2 separate regions of the Zea mays genome follow, and region 1 is linked to region 2. The links are chromatin contacts, called in public Hi-C maps. All regions are on one chromosome and are shown on one strand. Each heading gives the region's core, a stretch centred on a gene start, on an enhancer-like site or on the middle of the called end of the contact. The rest is flanking DNA. Distances are from core to core; before and after follow the strand shown.

Region 1 (4,080 bases), core at 403-2,902, 240 kb after region 2:
AGTTTAAAAATAAACTAGCGGGCGATAAACATTTGAAAACGGAGGTAGTAATAATTTAGAACAAAAGAAGTGTATTGGTGGGTTTCGACTCCAGGGGAGAAGCCTTATCAAATGGTTCAAAAGAAATAGTTATTTATATCCACTTTTAGTGATTCTAACAAAATGTCAATTATTATTTTTATATATCAACATATTTTATCATATTGATACCGTAGCAACGCACGGGCATATACCTAGTATATATATATATATATGTCTCCGATCATCTTCTCACATGCCGGCAAGCTCACGGACGTTGACGGGCGAGACGACGTCCGCGCCGCCGTGGAGCACCAGCCTGGCGACGATGACGTTGACGGCCGCCGTGGGGTGGTATGCGTCCCAGAACACGTAGTGCTCCCTGTGGTCGCACGGCGGCATGAAGGGCTGGCAGGTGACCTGCCCGGCGTTCCTGCCGATGCCGCAGCACCCGCGGTCGACGACGGCGAAGCCGAACGCGGCCGGGTCGGCGAGGATGGCCCTGAACACCGCGAAGTTGTCGAGGTACGTGAGGCTGGCGCCGGGAAGGCCGGCGGCAGCGTTGCCGTTGAGGCGGTCGACCAGCGCCCGCACGTTGGCGTTGAAGGGGAGCACGAGGTCGTCCACGGCGCGCGAGCACCGCCCCGCGAGGCTCTGCGCGCGCACGCTCGGGATGCAGCCCACGGACCCCACGCCGGCCACCACGAACCGCCTGCCCCCGGCGCCGTGGAGCCTGGCCAGCTGCGCGGCCAGCTGGCGCGCGAGCAGGTCCGCGAACTGCTGCGGGCCGTACCGCCGCCGCGTGTCGTAGTTGGGCATCAGGTAGTTGTTGAGGTAGTCGTTGCTGCCCATCCCCACGAACAGGACGGAGCGCGCCACCAGGTCCGCCGCCGCCGCCGCGCCCGCCGCGCCGGCGATCCGTGCCACGGTCGTCTCGAAGTTCTGGATCTGCTGGTTGAATGGGATCCGCCCGACCTGCATTGGATTTGGAGAGATGCTTTTTTGTCTGAGCATGTCTGAGCATGTCATGCATGTCTGAGCATGGCATGGCTGCTTACAAAGTTGCCGCCACTGTCGTCGAGGATCCCGGCGGCGGCAGAAGCGTAGTTGACGCCCTGCAGGACATGCTGCACGGACGAGGCTTCAGAGTAGGGTGGCACCAGGGGCAGTCCAAGCAGCTCGGCTACGAACACGACAGCATCAATGACGACTGCCTCCATGCATGCCGCAGTTGCATGCATAATGCGGTCAAGAGACAAGGGATGAGCGACTGAGCGAGAGTACGTACCGAGCTCGTCGACGATGGTGTAGCCGTTGCAGAAGCGACCGGTGGGGCCGCCGGCGAAGTCGATGCCGTAGGGGAAGTAGTTGGCCTTGGCAAGCGACGCGAGGTTGTTGTTATTGCCGCTGTCGATGAGCGAGTCACCGAACACGAACAGCGCCGGCGCCCTCCCCTCTCCGCCGGCGGTGGCCGCAGCGGTGACGGCCGGGACCACGGCGAGGAGCAGCAGCCACCGCGGGAGGCCGGCGGCGGCGGCCATCGTGGGCCGTAAGAGTACGTACGTACGTACGTGTGTCAGATAAAAGAAAAGTTGCCGCACATATGCAGCGCGCTAGCTAGAGGCCTAGAGCTCGATCGATCGGTGGCGCAAAATGGACAATGGTTTTCAGAGATGCATGGACTAGGGCTGGGCATTCGGTTTTTTGGGTCTATTCGGTTCGGTCTATTCGGTTTTCAAAAAATTCGGGTTTTAGATATCAAGAACCGAAATCTTAATTTTTTTTACAGGAACCGAACCCGAATAGACCATAAAAATCGGTTCGGTCTATTCGGTTCTTCACGAACCCGAACAGAGCACAGATGACAGACAATGACATGATAATTAATAAATATATACCACAGGAAATAACAGTTCACACAGTAGAAAATGCCTACTACATGCAAGTTTACTCACCACAGGAAATAACTTAACAGATTCATCATCAATCCATCACAATTCACATTTCACAAACAAATTTAAAAATCTGGTCATCTGCAAATAAGCAAAGCAAGTTTGCAACTACATACATATTTGGAAATTCGATTATTCAAACAACAAGCTTGCAGCGGCATTCATATTTGCATGCAAATTGGAACGACAAGTTTGCAATAGCTTTCATATTTGCATGCAAATGAGAAGTCGGCTTACATTGCAAGATTCCTCGCTGGTTGCCGTCGTGCCTTCGGTTAGCGTACCTTACTGGTGGGTCGGTCTGCAGCGAGTCGTGGGCACCACCGAGGCACCGAGGAGCAGGACGTCGAGTCGCCGAAGTCCGAGCAGGACGTCGAGTCGCCGAACGCCGAGGTGCGGTGGCCGGTGGTAGTGGATGGCTGGCGGCTGGCGCCTGGCGCTGCAGACGCGCAGAGGCTGCGAAGCGGTGGATCTACGGCGCGGCGGCGGACCAGTGCGACTCGGTTCGGCAGAGCGACGGTGGATCGACGGCGGCACGGCGCGGCGGCGGACCAGCGTGCAGCGTGCTTGCGGGCGGTGCGGCTAGGGTTGCGGGTGCCGGGGTGCGTCGTGCGGACTGCGCCTGCGGTCGTGCGGTTAGTGAGTTGGGCCGTTAGTGAGTTGGGTCGTCCGGTCGTGCGGTTAGGACTGCGCCTGTAGATCGGTTCTTTGAGTCTAATCGGGTTTGGCTGGCTGAAAACCGAACCCGCAACCGATACCCGAACAGAAGAGATTTAAGAACCGAAACCCGAACCCGAAAACCGAAAACCGACCTATTCGGTCTATTAGGGTTCGGGTTCGGTTCGGGTTCGGTTTTCGGGTTAAAAATGCCCAGTCCTAGCATGGACCATGGAGGCTGCTAGTGCTAACCAGGCCACCAATCCACCATGCATGCATGCATGTGTGAATTGAATGAAGCTGAAGTATGTGGAGATGGATGGAGAATCATGCATGGCCGGCCGGCAAGGGTGGTGGTGGAGCCGATGGAGTGATGGCCGTGCGTGGATGCAGTTATTCCTCCTCTGCGCATATCCTCTCGTACAGGCGGCCCGCCGAAATGGTGGTAGCAGACGGTCATGCCCGGGGCCGGGACCGGGATGAGCAGCAAACTTTAACTTGAGTGTGAGAATTAGAAAAAGAAAGAAAGAAATGATCAGAAAGCCGTCGAATGATCAATGCTTCTCTCAGCCCAGAGAGGGTTTCGGCCCATATATAAATAAAAAATTGGCCTGCGCAAGCTCAAGTAGAGGATGGGCTGCCACCCCGCAAATATTTTAGCCCAGTGTACACGTACCCTGGACACACCAAGGAATAGGAATGGTAGGTAGACATTGGCAATGGGACCGATCCTCGATTCCTCGTGGGAAATTCCTCTATTAGAGCTAGTTTAAGAAATTTATTTTTCAAGGTATTTTTATTTTTCCGAAGAAAATTAGTTTATTTTTATTTGGTAAAATAGGAATCTCTCGGGAAAATAGAGTTCCCAAACTAATTTAGTCCCCGTGAGAATCTAAATGGGGAAATTTAATTCCCATCGGGTTTACGAGGACGGGGACAGAGAACCATCCCCGTTCCTGTGTACCCGCTCCACGAAGCTTTTTTATCCGAGTTAGTCAATCTACTTGCTAAAATTATAGTAAAAACTCAATGCATGACATATTATAAAATAGAAAACTAAACTTTAAAGTAGATGACTCTTATAATTTTTAATCTTGTTTATTAAATTTGTAATAATTTAATACACTCAATTTAAATTTATCTTTAAATATTTTACTTCTACCGGGAACATATATCCCACAAGGTTCTCCACGGAATAAATTCTCCGATATAGATGGAGATGGGAGAAAAAGCTCTCACGTGAGAGCATTTTCCTTTCCTCCCCGTGGGTATGGGGAGCCATTTCCTGTTGCCATCCCGAGTCAAAGGTATACCACGTAAGAAGAAGGGAAAAAAAAGGCAGACCTGTCGGTTGGTCCGGCGGTGGCAGCGAAGCCGCCCTCACAGTCACAGCTACTTCTGCTCGCCCGCCACTCGGAGTAGCGTAGTGCGGTGCGGTGGTGAGTGACAGGAA
Region 2 (4,008 bases), core at 1,138-3,637:
GAACTGCTGTGGTAATCCTAGGATCACTTGCAGAGTCCATGTACCCTTTTCAAGCTCTACTTCCTCTTAACAAAAAATGTGCCTCACTGTAAGGTTGACAAAAAAATTGACTCCTACTAGAATGAACATAAGGACTTTACTTCTATTGTTGGCAAAACATATTTCTTTGTTAACAGGTTTTTACATATTTTTAAGTGATAGTTTCTGCAGTTACTTCAACACACTATATCTTGAGACATAGTATGGATTATGGAATATATGGTAGCACTTGTTAACTTTGGGGTTTTATTTGAATTTGTAATTTGCATGGTCACCTGCATATATCTTGGTTTCCACAGAGTTACTATTCTAAAGGTTGAAGAAAAGATTTCCTGTCAACATAACAAGTGACAAAATGTAATGCACATATAATTTTTTTACAAACACAAACCTTTCTGCGATCAGATGTCAATGGTGGGACAGTCACTCGTATCACTTCTCCGTCATTGCTTGGTGTCACACCAAGATTTGCGGCAACTATAGTTTTCTCGATAAGCTTGAGGCTGTTGCAGTACATGGGTGTGATTACATATGATGAAAAATTCAGCAGTGGCTCTGCACTGGGAAGGTTAATTGGTATAAGCTTACCTTGACTTGTCATATGGTTGAATAAGAAGAGAAGTTGCATCTGGAGTGCTTATCTGTGCAATGCTCTTCAAGTTCACTGGAGTTCCGTAGTACTCGACCTGTAAGAAACATTTAATCAATCTTTGTTGAGTAGAACAATACAATCATTTCCAGTAGTCTCTGTACGCTATAGTTGTATCAGCCACAAAACTTTGCTTTGCTAAAATAAGATCAGGATTTTATATTGGCAGTTAACTGAGCTATGAGAAACACTATGTTGAACGTTATATGCATGTAGAATGGAGAAGTCAAAAAGATGTGCCCAGTACAGGAAGAATATATATTTGGTCACGCAACAGTTCGAACTACATCATAAGAGCAAAAAGAACAAGGACTAGCCATCAAACCTCGATCCGGTCAAGCATGGCCGGGCTTGCACGCCCTGTCCTCACAGTGTTGAAGTTAGTTTGGACTGTTTCGATCGCCTTCTCCATCTTTTCTTTCTGAAGACACATACGGGCAGCTAGTTAAAACAAGAGGCACAAAACCTGACCAGGCAAAAGGGGGCTTCCCAATAGAGGGTACACTGTAACATACAGCTTGGTCTTCGATGAGGGATTTCTCCGCTTCAATTTCTTCAATAGTGGCATGCGTCAGAACTGCTCTGATAACATGAGAATGACAAGCTATTGATGACGGTCCATAATGATACGGGGTAAACACCTATATCTGTAACCACTCGCCTCTTGTCCGAGTGTCCAAGAACCAGTCGCCTAGCAGCAAAGTCCACTGGTCCATCCTGAAGTTTTCTCGCAAAGTTCGTAGAGGAGCAAATCGTGACGGACTGCTTTGGTAAACAACCACAGCCTGTAAAAGTAGGACATCTGCTGTCAAGAGTTTGCCACACTATTGTTTTTGTTTTCATGGAAAACACTATTAATTGAATGTATGTCTATCTCTACTACTATAAAGCACAAGTTTTCACCGTTCCACCATCGTTGTGCATCATCTGAACCCCCACATTTAAATGGTAAAAAGCTAAAATTATACACAAATACGGATTTGAACTTGACTGTAAACCCACATTTTAGTCCGCCTAGCCAACAGAATGCACATATCTTTATGTTTTATACTCTATATTTAAAGAGTAAATGAAAAACATAGCAACCTATTGGAACCTAACTAGAAACTAGTAGACCATAACTGAGCACATTTCGGGCGAACTACAATCCACGACAGATCTGACTAGCGCCCTGTTTCACAATCTGGTGGAAAAGCTTAGCGAGTGTCAATTGTATTATGGCACTATCAGACGGCATTATCCCCTAAACTTAGAGGATAAAGCCGGAGTTTGTTTCCATCATCTAAACCCCCCAAAATTGCAAGGAAATCTGTTCGTGCAGTGCGAATGGCAGGCGAGCACATGACCTAACTAGAGGTACCCAGTGTTTGGCTCATTGGTCATTGCCGAAACAATCCCGCGCAATCTGCGGGGGGCGAGGAGAGGAGGAGGGACGGACCTGAGCGCTGGGGGAGGCTGCGCGAGAGGGCGCGTAGCGGGGAGGAGACCGCCGCGGGGGAGACGGCGTGGAGCGCCATGCGAGCTGGTGCAACGGTCGGTGGCTGAGGCTGACCAAGGGAGGGAAGGAGACGGGACGAGCGCGTGTGGATAAGAACGAAGGCCATATCAGCAGAAGTGGGCCAAGCTAGGCCGTTTGGGCCATTTCTGATATAGGACGGACGACCCAGCCCATAAAAGACCACGCCCGCCCAGGCCCACCAGGCGGCCGATAACCTCATCGTCTCATCCTCTTCCTCCTCCCGTCCAAACGCAGCCGAAGAGGAAAGGAGAGAGAGAGGCGGCGAGGATGGGGCGGAAGCGGAAGGAGCTGCTGTCGTCGGCTCCATGGAGGACGGGGGAGGCGGCGGAGGACGAGGACGCGGCAAGGATGAGCCGCGAGGGGAAGGTCAGCGTCACCAGCAACCCCGGGGAGACGCCCACCATGAGCATGCCCCGGAGCAAGCGCCAGGACCTCGACCTCACCGTCGACGACTTCGAGGAGGACGAGATCGACCCTGAGCTGCGCTACTCCTTCCAGCGGAACAGCAGGGTACCGTATACGCCCGACCGACCCGTCATCGCTTTTTTTTTTGTTCGCATTGATTGCCCCTGCTCCTGCTCGACGGATTGTTAGGTTGATTGTTAGGTCCCTCGCCGTTTTGCGGGGATTGTTACCCTGTCCCTGGAACACGCTGCCAGGTTCAGAATCCTTATACTTGTGTAGGAAATGTACCCGTGTTCTGTGTGTTGTTGGATATTGGATTGCATTGGCTAAAAAACGAATTAAAAAATGTACCAGGTCACCGATAACAGCATTGGCAGTTTGTAAAATTGCAGTTGTTGAAGGATAGGATTATGCTGATGTGTTACCTTCACGGTGCCAACCGTAACACATTGGGGAAAAGTGCACTAGATTCTCGAGAATAGCATTTACACTTGCTGAAGTAACCGTACATGTTAATGAAAAAGCGGTGTCCTGTAATGCACCGGGGCACCACTAGTGCTGGGTATGGATCGCAGTTAAACTCACACGTTGTTACTGATTTGTTCATTACAGCAGCTTCCAATCACCCTTGCTACCTGCACCATCATGAGAGCCTGAAATCGTGAATGCTGTTTTCGTGGGCCTGACAGTTTCAATTTCTTCCCAGTCCAACACACGTGGATTGAGCAAAAGCCATGAACAGATTAGGACCTGAAAGTCACTCAACACAGTTTATGCACCAGACACTTTGTGTGATACTGTGACGTGTAAGGTCCTGTTTGGAAGCAACCTAGTTTTTAAGAAACCAGTTTTTATTTTTTTAGCTAGGAGGGGCCAGCTTCTTGGTTTTTAAGAGACTGAGAATCTAATTTCTATAAACTTCCATAGCCTGAAATCAGACTAGGTCGTCCCAAACATGCCCTGAAACTTAGGGCCTGTTCGGGTGTTTCCAAACATGCCCTAAGTTTCATAGCCTGAAATCAGACTAGGTCGATAGCACAAGACTGCCGCTTGTCCGGTGCATCATGCCACTGCTTTCTATGACATGGTCCTTCATTCTTGTATCCGGCTCACCGCACTTAGCAAATTTAGTTCTTGGCTAGCACAAGTAATAAACGTCGTTTCACTTTTTGCTCAATCGTTTGACATTGAATTGGATGCTTTGCAGTTTCTGAAGAGAGTTTTTAGCGTGGACACACTTGTCAAGCCTCTCCCTCCTGTAATGGCATACAGCGTATCCCGCAATATAAACTTCTTCTTCCGGATCTTCACACAGTTTTGGGGTAAGTTCTGGTGATAGAATAATTCATATGCTGTGTTGGCAATTAGCCTTCATTAGTTTCAGCCTTATGATCTT

What was found. A called contact is a pair of places that touch in the nucleus more often than the background predicts.
Region 1: a contact with region 2 is called in a Hi-C map of tassel, with 2.1 times the contacts expected there. The contact joins the promoter of LOC103628962 here to the promoter of LOC100277025 in region 2. A contact is called at or near these places in 3 of 25 Hi-C or Micro-C datasets (ear, leaf mesophyll and tassel).

What each region holds. Positions count from the first base shown.
Region 1 is chr6:8,710,738-8,714,817 of Zm-B73-REFERENCE-NAM-5.0, forward strand. It overlaps LOC103628962 (GDSL esterase/lipase At1g71691-like), which reads right to left and starts at 1,653. Exons shown (of 3, transcript NM_001352154.1): 1 at 1,307-1,653; 2 at 1,077-1,201; 3 at 118-993. The coding sequence starts at 1,559. The coding sequence ends at 271. It overlaps LOC100191955 (HXXXD-type acyl-transferase family protein), which reads left to right and starts at 3,974. Exons shown (of 1, transcript NM_001137379.1): 1 at 3,974-4,080.
Region 2 is chr6:8,469,348-8,473,355 of Zm-B73-REFERENCE-NAM-5.0, forward strand. It overlaps LOC100277025, which reads left to right and starts at 2,388. Exons shown (of 3, transcript NM_001150698.2): 1 at 2,388-2,717; 2 at 3,820-3,934. The coding sequence starts at 2,475. LOC100217177 (Ribosome-recycling factor chloroplastic) reads right to left here and starts at 2,222. Exons shown (of 12, transcript NM_001143538.1): 1 at 2,127-2,222; 2 at 1,350-1,473; 3 at 1,204-1,270; 4 at 1,014-1,109; 5 at 628-725; 6 at 431-542. The coding sequence starts at 2,205.